Linked DNA regions of Mus musculus: region 1 is linked to region 2. Evidence: chromatin contacts called from public HiChIP or PLAC-seq data. All regions are on one chromosome and are shown on one strand. Each heading gives the region's core, a stretch centred on a gene start, on an enhancer-like site or on the middle of the called end of the contact. The rest is flanking DNA. Distances are from core to core; before and after follow the strand shown.

Evidence for each region. HiChIP or PLAC-seq counts read pairs in DNA pulled down with a chosen protein or histone mark.
Region 1: an H3K4me3 HiChIP or PLAC-seq map of forebrain shows a contact between it and region 2, with 14 times the contacts expected there. The contact joins the enhancer-like site here to the promoter of G3bp1 in region 2. A contact is called at or near these places in 1 of 39 promoter capture datasets (embryonic stem cells) and 6 of 115 datasets of contacts at active chromatin or transcription factors (astrocytes, embryonic hindbrain, embryonic midbrain and 3 more).

What each region holds. Positions count from the first base shown.
Region 1 is chr11:57,464,052-57,470,377 of GRCm38.p6, forward strand. No RefSeq gene overlaps it. Among named protein-coding and RNA genes, the nearest start is that of Fam114a2, 51 kb to the right of the region's middle. Within about 2 kb of position 3,825, at least 29 of the 459 cell types and tissues checked have an H3K27ac peak or open chromatin away from gene starts, as enhancers often do. A contact at or near this core is called in forebrain, where this site is marked.
Region 2 is chr11:55,465,398-55,471,537 of GRCm38.p6, forward strand. G3bp1 (GTPase activating protein (SH3 domain) binding protein 1) reads left to right here and starts at 4,355. Exons shown (of 12, transcript NM_013716.2): 1 at 4,355-4,404.

The DNA.
Region 1 (6,326 bases), core at 2,575-5,074, 2.0 Mb after region 2:
GACACACAAGTACACACATAAGGAAAAGCAGATCTTTTTAAAAATTAGTACATATAAAAATGTCGTTATGAAACCCTTTCTTTTTTTTTTATGGTAATGGTAGCTTTTAAAAGCACTAATGACAAATATAGCCTGGGTATAGCTCAGTGGTAGAGCACTTGCCTGGCATCGGTGATGTCCTGGGTTTTGTCCTTAGCACTACAATAAATAAATAAATAAATAAATAAATAAATAAATAAATAAATAGGACAGACATAACCTGCAGCACTAGAAATTTCCCAGCTGGCACTCTGATGCTACACACTCTGGGCTGAGAACGAATCCACGCTGAGCAGGATGGCAGGCAAGGGTACAAGTGCCAAGCAGCTCCTGATGAAAACGTCCATTACATTCCAAGTGCATGCCAAGCTGGAAGTCACTCAAGAGCCCGTGGTTGTGTTTTATATATGCAATTCTACATGTACATAATTCTATACATGAGATGAAACATTTGCCTTTCTGAGTCTGGGATACTCAACATTAGAAAATGGCCAGTATAGGCAGTGGGCGGTGCCCAGTGACTTCCCCACCTCTCAGGAGCCACATCAGCCTCGGGGCATAGAAGCCTGGGAAGAATGTCATGCCCTGTGTATCCTTAACAACTCATCCCTCAGACTCACAATCCCAGAAGCCCGGCTGGGAACTCTTTCTAGTGAGTCCTAAAAGCTCTTTGCCGCCTACGGTGGTATCCACCTTGAACAATCGTTACTCAGAGTTCTAAGACCTAGGAAATCTTTTCCTGCCTCAGGGCCATTGCACATGCTGTGCTGAAACACTGTTCCTAGGACAGGCCTTTGGGGCTCAGCCTTGAGTTACCTGCTCTATGCCACAAAGACCACATGACTCCCTAGGCTCAAAGCAGACAGTTATTGGCACTAGCTTCTGGGATGTTATGATGATTGGGAGCTGAAGGGTACTGGAGCAGACCAGGTGACACCTGGTGATCCAGGTCATCCACTGTGCAGCCCTAACTGGGAGACCAGCAACAAAACTAAAGATTTTCCCAGAGAAAACTAATAGAGAACAGCTCTCCCTGGGAGCTCCGTGTGCCAGTGCAGACTCCAGTATCCGCACTGACTTCAGATCACTGACTCAAAAAGCCCAGTCCCAGGTCAAGCCCCGCCTCCTCTGCCCGGGCTTGCCTCTCCCCATTCCACCAGTGGTGGCGCCTCTAACTGAACAGGAGAGTCAGCACTCTTCTGAGAGCAAGGCCATAAATGCCTGTAGATTCCTGTGAGTGCCTGTTACCAGTCACCAAGGAAACGATCGGCCCCCCACCACCACCACCACCCTCCTATTGGTGAGCCGTTCCCACCACATCCTATCCTCCCACCCACAATCTAGGCGCCGGCACGTGGGCCTTTGGTTTACTTGTTGCGGGCTGAGGGACGAGGCAGGGATGGGAACTTCCCCTAGCTGGCTGGGCAGCATCTGACCATCTCCCTGGTTGGCCTAAGGGACACAAGTAGAGTGTACGGCCCTCCGTTGGCTCTACCCGATTTCAGTAGAGATCATTCAACCTTTGTCTGGGTTTTCACCACAGTCCTATGAAAACCATTGGCAAGGAAAGTCAACAGCCTTTCCCTCCCTTGGGAACCCCTCCCAACTCTCTTACCGTCCCCTAATGTCTCACTTTCCATGATAATTGTTAATACAGCCTGCTTCCACTTTGCACACAATCACAGAGTTTTCAGTGAGCTCAAAATCACTGTCCCAGCCTGGACTCTGATGACGGTGACTGCCCAGTGTCTTAGGTCTTTGGATCACATGTCACTAGGACGTGAGGAGTGACCCCAGAACTACCTTCCCAGCCTTCTAGCCATCTTCAAATTATAGTGATTAATGGGTCTAAACAAGTTAATTCTATGAGATATAAATCATCCCTCCATAAAGTTACAGTCATGTAAAAACTGCTCGCACATAGTAGGTCCTCAAAAGACAGAGGTGGCTATTGCAATCTCTCACAGAATTATTGACAGGTTCATGATGTGGTAACCCAGATAAATTAAAATTTTTTTATTCTACAAATATAAAAAAAATCGTGTAAGACCAAATAAAATTAATCCCCTGGAAATGCCACTTCATAACCCTGTTGAGAAATATGTATTTCTTGTACAATAAAAAGAGAATGAGAAAAATTCAATTCCATTAAAATATCACTGTAGAAAAAGATTCTATTGTTATGGAGGTGGTTTTAATTTTCTTCCTTTCACATATTCTCAATTTTGTAGCAATGAATACACGCTGCTTGGATAACACGGTGGAGGGCTGTTTTCATAAACGACTTACTTTGCTCTCAACCTTGGGCTCCACACTATGCAGAAGAGCTTGTTCCCTGGGCTCTCTCCACATGGAATGGGGCATGATAGATAACAGACCAGCCTGGACCGACGAAGAACAAGCGGAGAGCAAACGTGTTGCCCAGCAGGGTTAGAGGACCCAAGGAGGCAGAGCCTGCTGGTAGTGCCCCGCAGCAGCCAAATCTAGTGCCAGGCCTGGTGAGACAAAGTAGCTCAGACATGCATGTCACAAGTACAAACCGAACCCATCTGTGCCAGTCCCTCCTAGGGATAAGGTCAGAGGATGGAAATTGTTTTCAAAGGCATGGACCCCAAAAGTAAACTATCCTAATTTATGTCTTTGGACAGAAGTCACGAACATTCTTCTTGGTCCTGTTCTGTCTTCTGGAGGCCTGGAATGCCAGAGGGTAGCCATCTTGGTCCTGTTATCTCTTTCTTCTCTTTCTATGATGGATAATTGACCACCCCAAGCAGAGAACAGACACCCGATTACCTTGACGTGACCGGCTCATCCTCCTCTTCATGGCTTAACCCAGTCTCTGCCATAAATCCTATTAAACATTTAAAAACAAAAACAAAAAAAGCAACAGCACTGGACTATCAGCTGGATGGTGTCCCATGTGCGGGTCTCCTACCGTCAAGTAACTCCATCTCCTTTCTTAAGTTCCTACCCATGAATCCGTAATAAGACTCTTTCTAAACTCAGCATTTCTCCATGAATTTCGTTCTTCGAATTTGAGAGACAGGAACCCTGAGGCCATCGACCAAGTGGCGGTTTTGTGTAACTGAGCACCTAGTATCCCATCTACTGGGTTTAACCCCCCCCCGCCCCCCGCCGCCGCTGCCCCCAGAGAAAGGAAGGCTTCGTGTTACTTAAAGGCACCCCACTTCTCCCTTATCACGAGGAGTCACCATGCGTTGTGACAGAGTTCCATCATGAAGAAGGAAGTCTCTGGTCCCAGCAGAACGCCAGGCTGGGCAAGATTTGCACAGCCATATCTGAGCTGAACACAACACTTAAGAGTCAGTCATTCTGTGGGGAACCAGTACCTGGGGGGTGTAGGAAGGAGGCGGGGACTTCCTATCACAGACCCTGGTGATAACAAGTTATACAAGGTCCAGAGTTACAAGCCCTGGTCCCCTTCCGGCTCTGCCTCGACTTCCTCAGAATGAATCCCTCCCATCTATGGATTCCAGCGCCACAACTGCTAGGCTCCTACCAGGCTCTGCCTCTTCCCCTGCTCCTTGGCATTCCCCTGTTCCATGACCTCTCGAGCCTCTGGAAGCCCCAAGGTTCCTCTTCTGAGCAGATAGGCAAGAGGACCGCACCTAACTCAGAAAAGCATTGTGCTTAGAAACTCTAGCTGCAGGCTGCATCTGAATCTATCGTAAATGGCTCTAAGGATCCGAAGTTATGAGGCATTACAGCCAGGAGAGAAAGGAAATGAGCAGCCCCAGCTCAGCAGGCACATTGAAGGCTCCGGAGAGGAGAGCGGACCCCTGTGCAGACAAAAGATACTAGGAGCAGCTCTAGCTAGCCGTCTAGGCCATATCCTTGGGGCAGCACTGCCACCTGCTGGCCAGAAAGGAGCTTTGCAAGAAGGTGCCTTCCCAGCTGGCCCGGATAAAAAAATAAACCTTTAATCCCAGAAGACTGGACACAGACCGGAGCCCCAGAGATGGGGGTGTGATCAACGGAAAGGCTTAGGGATGTACTGGGATTCTAGAGGTATGAAACCCTGGTTCATGTCCCTACTTTTAAACATATCAGTTGCACACTGCTTAGCTTCCCAGGCCACCATTTTCTGGTCCAGGAAACTTCTATTCTAGTTTTGTTTCTGTTGTAATAAAACATTCAATAAAAAGCACCTTAGGGACAAAAAAAAATTCATTTGGCTTAAGATTCCAGGTTAAATTATTGTGAGGAAGTTAAGACAGGAACTTTAAGCACTACGCCCACAGTTGAGAGCGGGAGAGAATAAACACACAGATCCTTGCTTGATTGCTCTGCTTAGGGAATGGTGCCGCCCACAACAGACTGTGTCTTCCTATATCAGATGATCTAGGCAGTCCCCAGAGACGTGCCCACAGGTCAACATCTAGATAAGAGTCATTAAAACTCTCTTCCCAGGTGACTCCACTTTGTGTCAAGTTACCAGTTAAAAACTAACCAGCATGATCTGTCCTTTGTCAACTTGACCCACAAGCATGTCACTTTAAGCCATAACTTTCCATCCCTTGTCCCCAAAGTAACATGTTAAAATCATAATATAAAATACAATTCAATTCCAAAAAATCCCCCACCCCCAAGTCTTTAAAACTTCCATTGCTACAAAAGTCTATTTAAATCTCCAAAGTCTTGGTTGTGGGCTCATATAAAATAAAAGACAAGGGGCTGGAGAAATGTTAGGAGCATGTCAAAGATTGAGAGTGTTTGAGGATCCTAGTTCGGATCCCAGCACCCACATCAGGGCTCTCACAATTCCCTGTAACACCATGGACACAGAATCTGGCGCCCTCTTCTGATTTTTGCAGGTATTGCACTCAATATGCATATATCACCTATAGATATAAGTGCATTTATACAATTAAAAACAAGGCCTTTTAAAAAAAAAAAACAAATAATACTGCCTCGTTTGGGAGTAAGAATGAACATTAAATCCATGACTAAATTGTGAGATCCATGAAAGTGTCTCTCCCGTCACACCCACTGATCTTCAAGGTGAACCTCAGTATGGAGTCCCCACGCTGACTACATCATCACTCCTGGGTGCTTGTCACAGAAGCAGGTGCTTAGGCCCTTCTGAGTATGTCACTGGCATCTGCACTGTGACAAAGACCTCATTCCCACGTGATTTCTCGTGCCCATCAGGGTTCACGAGTTCCCACAACAGGACCAGGGCACCAGGCAGAGGTTCTTGGCGTCTCTCTAAGTCTCCTTTTTCCTGTACAGGCAAGGGGCTAAGAGTCCTGTCTGGTAAGCCGGGTGACATCATGCTAATGAGAAATAATGCCGATTTGACACGAGAGGCTGCTGACCAGGTGAGTAACGTACCTGCTCCTCACATGCTCCTTGAGAAAAAGAGGCTTAGGAGACATGAAGTCAACGGAGTCTCGTGGTGTGAGGGGGGGTGGGCAAAGAGGTAGAGTGGGGAGTTTTCTCAGACTACTTCTAGAGGGTCCAGGGCACAGGGAACACTGAAACTGTACCCCCTAATGGCATCATAAGTTCCCTGGGGCGTGCTGTCTTCTCACAGAAGTACCTCTACCTCCTCTGGATCCCCGAGCACTGGAACAGATCCAACCGGTTCTCATACCTTCATTGATCCCTACCCCCACCCCACCCCCTGCCACACCAGTTCTCGTCCCTTCTCTTGAACACTTGTGAACATTCTCCAGCTCTGGGAAGATCAGCTTGTCTCTCAGCTTCTTCAGGGAGCTCCCCCCGCCCCCCACAATGCCCCTGCGTTAGTTACTGTTGTATGAATTCAGACAGTGTTTGCTCAAAGAAAGTTCCATACCAGAGTATAGACTTCGACGCCTGGTCACAGTGCCCAGCAGTTAAGACCCCAAGAAGCTGTTAGCTCACATCCCAACCTAGCTGTGGTTGGGCTACTGTTACTGTAAACATGACTGTATTTAGAAATGCCTTGGGCACTGGTGACAGACACCTTTGAACGTCTCTGCCAGGAAGTTTTCAGAGAGCAGGGAGTTTTCAGAGAGGTTTAACTGCAAGGCAGGGGAGACCTGCCCTGGAAGTCAGTGGCACCCCTCCACAAACTGGTCTGCCAAAGTGAATAAAAAAGGGGGAGGGGAGCCAGCGGAGCACCTCATTGGTCTATTCCTGCTTCCTGACTCACCTAGGTTTGACCAATCAGCATCACACTCCTGGAACCGCAATCACAAGCAGCTCCTGACACTAAGCCATCCCCACCACAATGGAGACTGTGGGGCAGAGTCAGCCCAGTCTCATTCTTAACCAGGCGC
Region 2 (6,140 bases), core at 3,105-5,604:
TGCCAGTGCAAAGACACAGACATAGGCGGGCCTGGACAGCCCTGGCTCTTCAGTGTTTCCATGGGAGCTTCTGCCATGCTGACCTGTCTTATGCCTGGCATAATGTATCTGTTTTGCCTGCTTCTTTGCTCTAGGTCTTTTGGACAGCTCTGTACTGATACCTGTAGACTCATCTGATGGATGATTTGGTGGCTGCCCCGCTGCCCCTTGGAAGTGGAGATTGTGTTATTGTATTTGTTAGTGTTATTATGTCTGACAACTATCTTTCTTTCTTTCTTTCTTTCTTTCTTTCTTTCTTTCTTTCTCCCACGTAGAGTGGTAATCCTACTTCCACAGTGGTAGTACTCTGGGCCTGCAACAAGATACCTAGCTTTGACTTCTCTCTGTTACAAAGGATGCTGCCCTGTAGTAAGTTTTCTTTCTTTCCTTCTTTCTTTCTTTTCTTTCTTTCTTTTCTTTCTTTCTTTTCTTTCTCTCTTTTCTTTCTCTCTTTTCTTTCTCTCTTTTCTTTCTCTCTTTTCTTTCTCTCTTTTCTTTCTCTCTTCTTTCTCTCTTTTCTTTCTCTCTTTTCTTTCTCTCTTTTCTTTCTCTCTTTTCTTTCTCTCTTTTCTTTCTCTCTTTTCTTTCTTTCTTTTCTTTCTTTCTTTTCTTTTCTTTCTTTTCTTTTTTTTTTTTTAATTTATTTATTATTGTATGTAAGTACACTGTAGCTGTCTTCAGACACACCAGAAGAGGGAGTCAGATCTTGTTACGGATGGTTGTAAGCCACCATGTGGTTGCTGGGATTTGAACTCTGGACCTTCGGAAGAGCAGTCGGGTGCTCTTACCCACTGAGCCATCTCACCAGCCCTTCTTTTCTTTTCTTTCTTTCTTTCTTTCTTTCTTTCTTTCTTTCTTTCTTTCTTTCTTTCTTTCTTTCTAAGATTTATTTATTATTATATTATGTAAGTACAATGTAGCTGTCTTCAGACACACCAGAAGAGGGCGTTAGATCTCATTACAGATGGTTGTGAGCTACCATGTGGTTGCTGGGATTTGAACTCAGGAACTTTGGAAGAGCAGTCAGTGCTCTTACCCACTGAGCCATCTCACCAGCCCATAGTAAGCCTTTGTTTACAGAGTTTCATGAAATCTATAGAGGACTGCCCCCGCCTCCACCCCCAGCCCTAACTCCAACCCCACGATTGGAAGACCTCAGGGCCTGTGTGCGATCATTGGCTTTACAAAAACTTTTTCCCTCTCATTGAGAGGCTTCTTTTTGCAGTAGACGGTGGTGAACACAGAGACTCATGATTTGATCAGCACGCTAGAATAAGAGACTGTGGAGTTCTCAGCCCTAAATGGGATGCCAGTATTACCTTTTATGGCTCTTTGTGGAATGGGGGCAGAGACAGTGGGACGATTCAGGACACAACAGGGCATCTGCCCATATGAACCTACAGTGACAGTGACAGCATGCACCTGGGAGAAGTCTAGCCAGAGGATGCTCAGCAGTTTTACCCTTAGCTGAGGAGCTACTGGCAACTGGTTACTAGGAGAGAGAAGGTCAGGTTTCCTCAGGTGGAGGGCACCAGATAGGCCCCCATTGCTCCAGTAGATTGTCCTACGTCCATGCACATAGTGGCAGTACTATATGAACCCAGTGGGAACCCCATGGAATTAGGGGGAGAAGGAATAGGGTGGCCTTGAATGAAACACTTCACATGCATGTATACGATTCTCAAACAACAAAAAAAGATATGTATCTTTACAGATTTTCCCCCCCTTATAAATATATCTTTAGGGCTGGTGAGATGGCTCAGTGGGTAAGAGCACCCGACTGCTCTTCCGAAGGTCAGGAGTTCAAATCCCAGCAACCACATGGTGGCTTACAACCATCCGTAACGAGATCTGACTGGAGTGTCTGAGGACAGCTACAGTGTACTTACATATAATAAATAAATAATAAAAAAAAATCTTTAAAATAGTGTTTTAAAAGCTAGTTTTGGCGGTGCACTGCTTTAATTCCAGCTGAGGCAGAATGGGGAGGGTGTTTATGAGTTCCAGGCTGTGATTATGTTATTACTTAAACAAACAATATGGAGAGAGAGAGAGAGAGAGAGAGAGAGAGAGAGAGAGAGAGAGCCAGCGAGCAAAGCCAGCGGGGAACACTGGTATTGTATTGAAAAGAATTCTTGTGAAAATCTGCCAAAGCTCTCTGAATAAGGTATTACAATTTTTTTCCCCTGCAAAACCCAATACGAATCTCAAATCTCCTGGTTTATTAACAAAAACAAAAAAACAAAACAAAACAAAAAAGCCTTCCAGATGGGTGTGGGGTCTCATCCCTTTAATTCCAGCATTCGGGAGGCAGAGGCAGGGGATCTCAGAGTTAGAGGACATCTGGTTTGCACAGAGAAGTTCCAGGATAGCCAGGGCTGTTTTTAAAAACAAACAAACAAGCCGGGCGTGGTGGTGCACGTCTTTAATCCCTGCACTCGGGAGGCAGAGGCAGGCAGATTTCTGAGTTTGAGGCCAGCCTGGTCTACAAAGTGAGTTCTAGGACATCCAGGGCTATACAGAGAAACCCTGTCTCGAAAAAACAAACAAACAAACCCAACCAACAAAGCCTCTACAGCTCCAAATTAAAGCCCACATTCCTTGGTTGGGCTAGCAATCCTACCAAGCGTTCCTAGAAGGAGGTTCCCACTGGAGGCTCAATGCTAGCTGCCTGTTGATAGGCTCTGACCCAGTGCTGGAGCACTGCACTGTCTCTTGGTTCCTGGCTTCCGGATTCCAGGTTCTGCCTGGCTGCCTTTTCCTTCCAGCCTGGGCTGGGCGAGCCCTTTCCCTTTGCACGTGGGAACTGTGCACGTGTTCCTTTTGGAAACTCGCTGTAACACTTTAACACCTGTATTTTCGGTATTTAAGAGGTTAGGGCAGGAGGATGGCGAGTTCGAGATCAGCCTAGGGTATGGTAAATCCAGCTCAGCATAGGCTACAAGGGGAGACCTTGCCTCGAAAAGCCCTGAAACAAAACAAATTAATGCGAGTTTAGCTTGCTTTCAGGATTTCATGTCACTCAGAATGGCCTTGGACTCGTGTAGCTCAGGATGGCCTGGAATTCTCCCTGCCTCCAGGGAACACAGACTAGTCTAGTTTGTGTTTAGCATTTGGATCACAGCTCTTAATATAAAATGCTCATGGTGGCCAGAAGGCTCACAAAACCCCCCCGAGTTGGGGTCAGCAGCAGACTGAGGTACTACTATTTGGACCCTGGAGCCTTTATGGGGGAACCTTAGGCGTGTCTGCCTAGGAGTTGGGTAAAGTTCCCATTTCAGTTTGAAAAGCATGTGACAATGGCTGGTGGTGACGCATCCTATAACTTTCGCCAGCCAGAGGGTGATCAAAGATGGGATGTTGTCTCTGCAATCACAAGATTGGAAAACCTGAAAACGTCCAGGAGCCACCCGGGCACGCCAGCTTGGAAGCCACCCGGGAACAAGAGCATTCCCAAACGCCAGGGAGGCTGCCTCGCGGTATGCTCTGGGGTGCCGACCAAGCCAGTTTCGCTGTCCTCGGTCGCCACTGCATTCGTGCTGAGTAATGCTAAGGGTCAGCAGCTCCTGCTCTTCCGAAATGCATGCAAAAAAAGTTTTGATGCGAAGAGAAAAAAACCAAACCAAAAAAACAAAACCCGGGAAACTGTTACTTAGATCCCGGGTACCAGAGTCGCCTGGGAAGGCGGGAGACCGGTCCTCGAGGACAGGATTCAACCTAAGAGGAAGAGAAAGGAAAGGGAACGGAAGACGCAGCTAGTCCATCCTCTTAACCGCTCCAGAGGGCACGGCGGCCCTGGGGCTGCCTTTGGAGAGGGCCATCCCTCCCTGTCAATCAGCTCCATTCGGTGTTGCGATTGGCTGGGGGCTTCCTTGCTCCCCGCCCGCGCCTACCTCCTAGTTGCATGGGGTTTACTTCCCCAAAGTACACGGGCCCCACCTTGTGGATCAACCGCTCCTGCCTGGACAGTGGGTTTCCGCCCAGAAAAAGAAATGTAAGCCAATGAGAACGGGTGCATGCAACTATTGGCTTGTCTGAGTGTCGCTCTCAGTGCATCCCGCCCTCATTTTTATAGACCATCTGAGTATTGGCGAGGTTTCGTGTCCATCTGGGCTCTAGCTCCTTCAGTTATAGGCAGATGCGGCAGCCACTCAGGAGCTCGGCCTCTAGACAAAGACGCTGTCCAATCATAGCCAAGGGGCGCGGTGGCGAGGCGGCCATTGGTCCCTGCATGCGACCGGGAGCAGCAGGTTCGGCTGAGCGCGGCTATATAGCGGGCGGCGGGCACGCGTGCCGCGGCATCGCGCGAGGGACGCCGCCACCTCCTCCCACGTAGCAGCCCTGTCCTCCCGCTCAGCCGCGCAGGTACTTGGGCCCGCGGGTGGGGCTGATCGGATGCGGGCCGGGCATGAGCCGAGCTGCGGCCGCGAGCGGGGCGCCCCGGGAGACCGCGCGGCGCGTCCCCACCCCCACCAACGGCCGGCGCGGCCTCCTGCCTGCGCTTTAGGGCCCGCGCGTGGTCCACCGCACCAACGGCGGGCGTCACGCGTCTGGCCGGCCCTGCGTGCTCCACGCGCATTCTCTGGCGCGCGCCGGCTCTTCCGGATGGTATAGCTGGGCCTGGACCCTAAGGAAGCCTTCGGATATGGGGATGGGGGTTGGGGGAGCCCAAGCTGAGAGCGTGATCGCGCCTCCCAGGGTTGCAGAACGGAGGCGCGCGACCCCGGGTTCAAGGGCTCAGTGGTGCAGAGACAGCCACGCCAAGACGTGATCTCTCCAATCCCCCCACTGTTTCCCCCTGCACTATGCCGAGAGTTCCCTTTTTTCCCGCCCTTCCCGGTCACCTGGGTGCAATCAGGTAGGTCCAGTCAACAGGAGAACGAGGTGGAATCAAGGCCCTCTGTAGGGAAAGGACAGGCATCTGTGCAGGCTACGTGGCTGTGGGACACCATCGGCCACTGAGCTCTTGAATCTGAGGTGCAAACCCCAGTATAAGAAGTCCCGTGGTGGCATCTGCGAGCCAGTGGGGGACTCCAGAGAAGAGATTAGGAGTGGGGTTTTGAATGACAAAGGAAGACTTAGCTTTCTTCGCACTTACATAGATAGATAGATGCGCCTCCAAGTTAGCTTCTGGGAAAAATAGAGAAAAATACAGTGAGTGTAATGTAATCGAGTGTGCCTCTCAGCAGGTCCGAAACGCACCTCGAGGTAACGGGAAATTCCCGCCAACAGGAAGTCAAACTCTGACATTAGATCTTGACTCTTCAAGACCCCTTTTTAACTTAGAATGTTTTAGTTGTGAATCAGAACAAACTTAGATTAAAAAAACCTTTGTTTGAGAAGGTCGTAAGTCCAAGGAAACAAAGTGTTTAAATTCTTACAAGAGTTGAAGTTAAAGTTTGAAATTGGATAGGACCGGCCCGGGCTTCAGTGCAGAGGTGGAGCACTTGGCATGGAATACAGGAAGCCCCGGGTTCAGTCACCAGAGCCACAAAAATAAGTCACATCTGAAATTGCTGGGGAGAGGATGGTGTCCAGTGTCCAGTTATTGTGCAGTGGGTCACAGTCACCGATTGGGTTTGTTGGCAAGCACAGCCATTAGGTCTCCTGCCGAACCATCGATGATCAACTGCCTTTTTTAAAAATTCTTACTGTGGAGCCCTTCCTGGCCTGGAATTCAAGAGGATCTCAGAATCTTCTCGGTGCCAAGAGTTAAGGTGCCTCCACTAAGCCCAACCGAGTAATTTATTTTAGTACTTACTTGGTTTGACTTCTACGGGTTGCAAAGCTATTTTCAAGGATCTGTGGTCAGCCTATCTTTCTATGCTGAGGATTGCCTTTAACCCCTGGCTAGAAAGCACGTTAAATGGCAGATGTTTCACATCGAAGACTACAACAGAAGTTTCAGGACTAGTTCTTGAGGGGCACATCCTTGCAAAAAGTTAAAGACCACTGACATTTAACAAAGTGGCAACGAAGAACCAAACGCTGTGGGGATGCATGCTGAATTTAACTGCCTTGCTTCTGAATATAACATTGTTTCCTTGGAACGGGTTCTACTTAACCTGCACGGAGGGGTAGGCGAATGTTAGTAATTCATC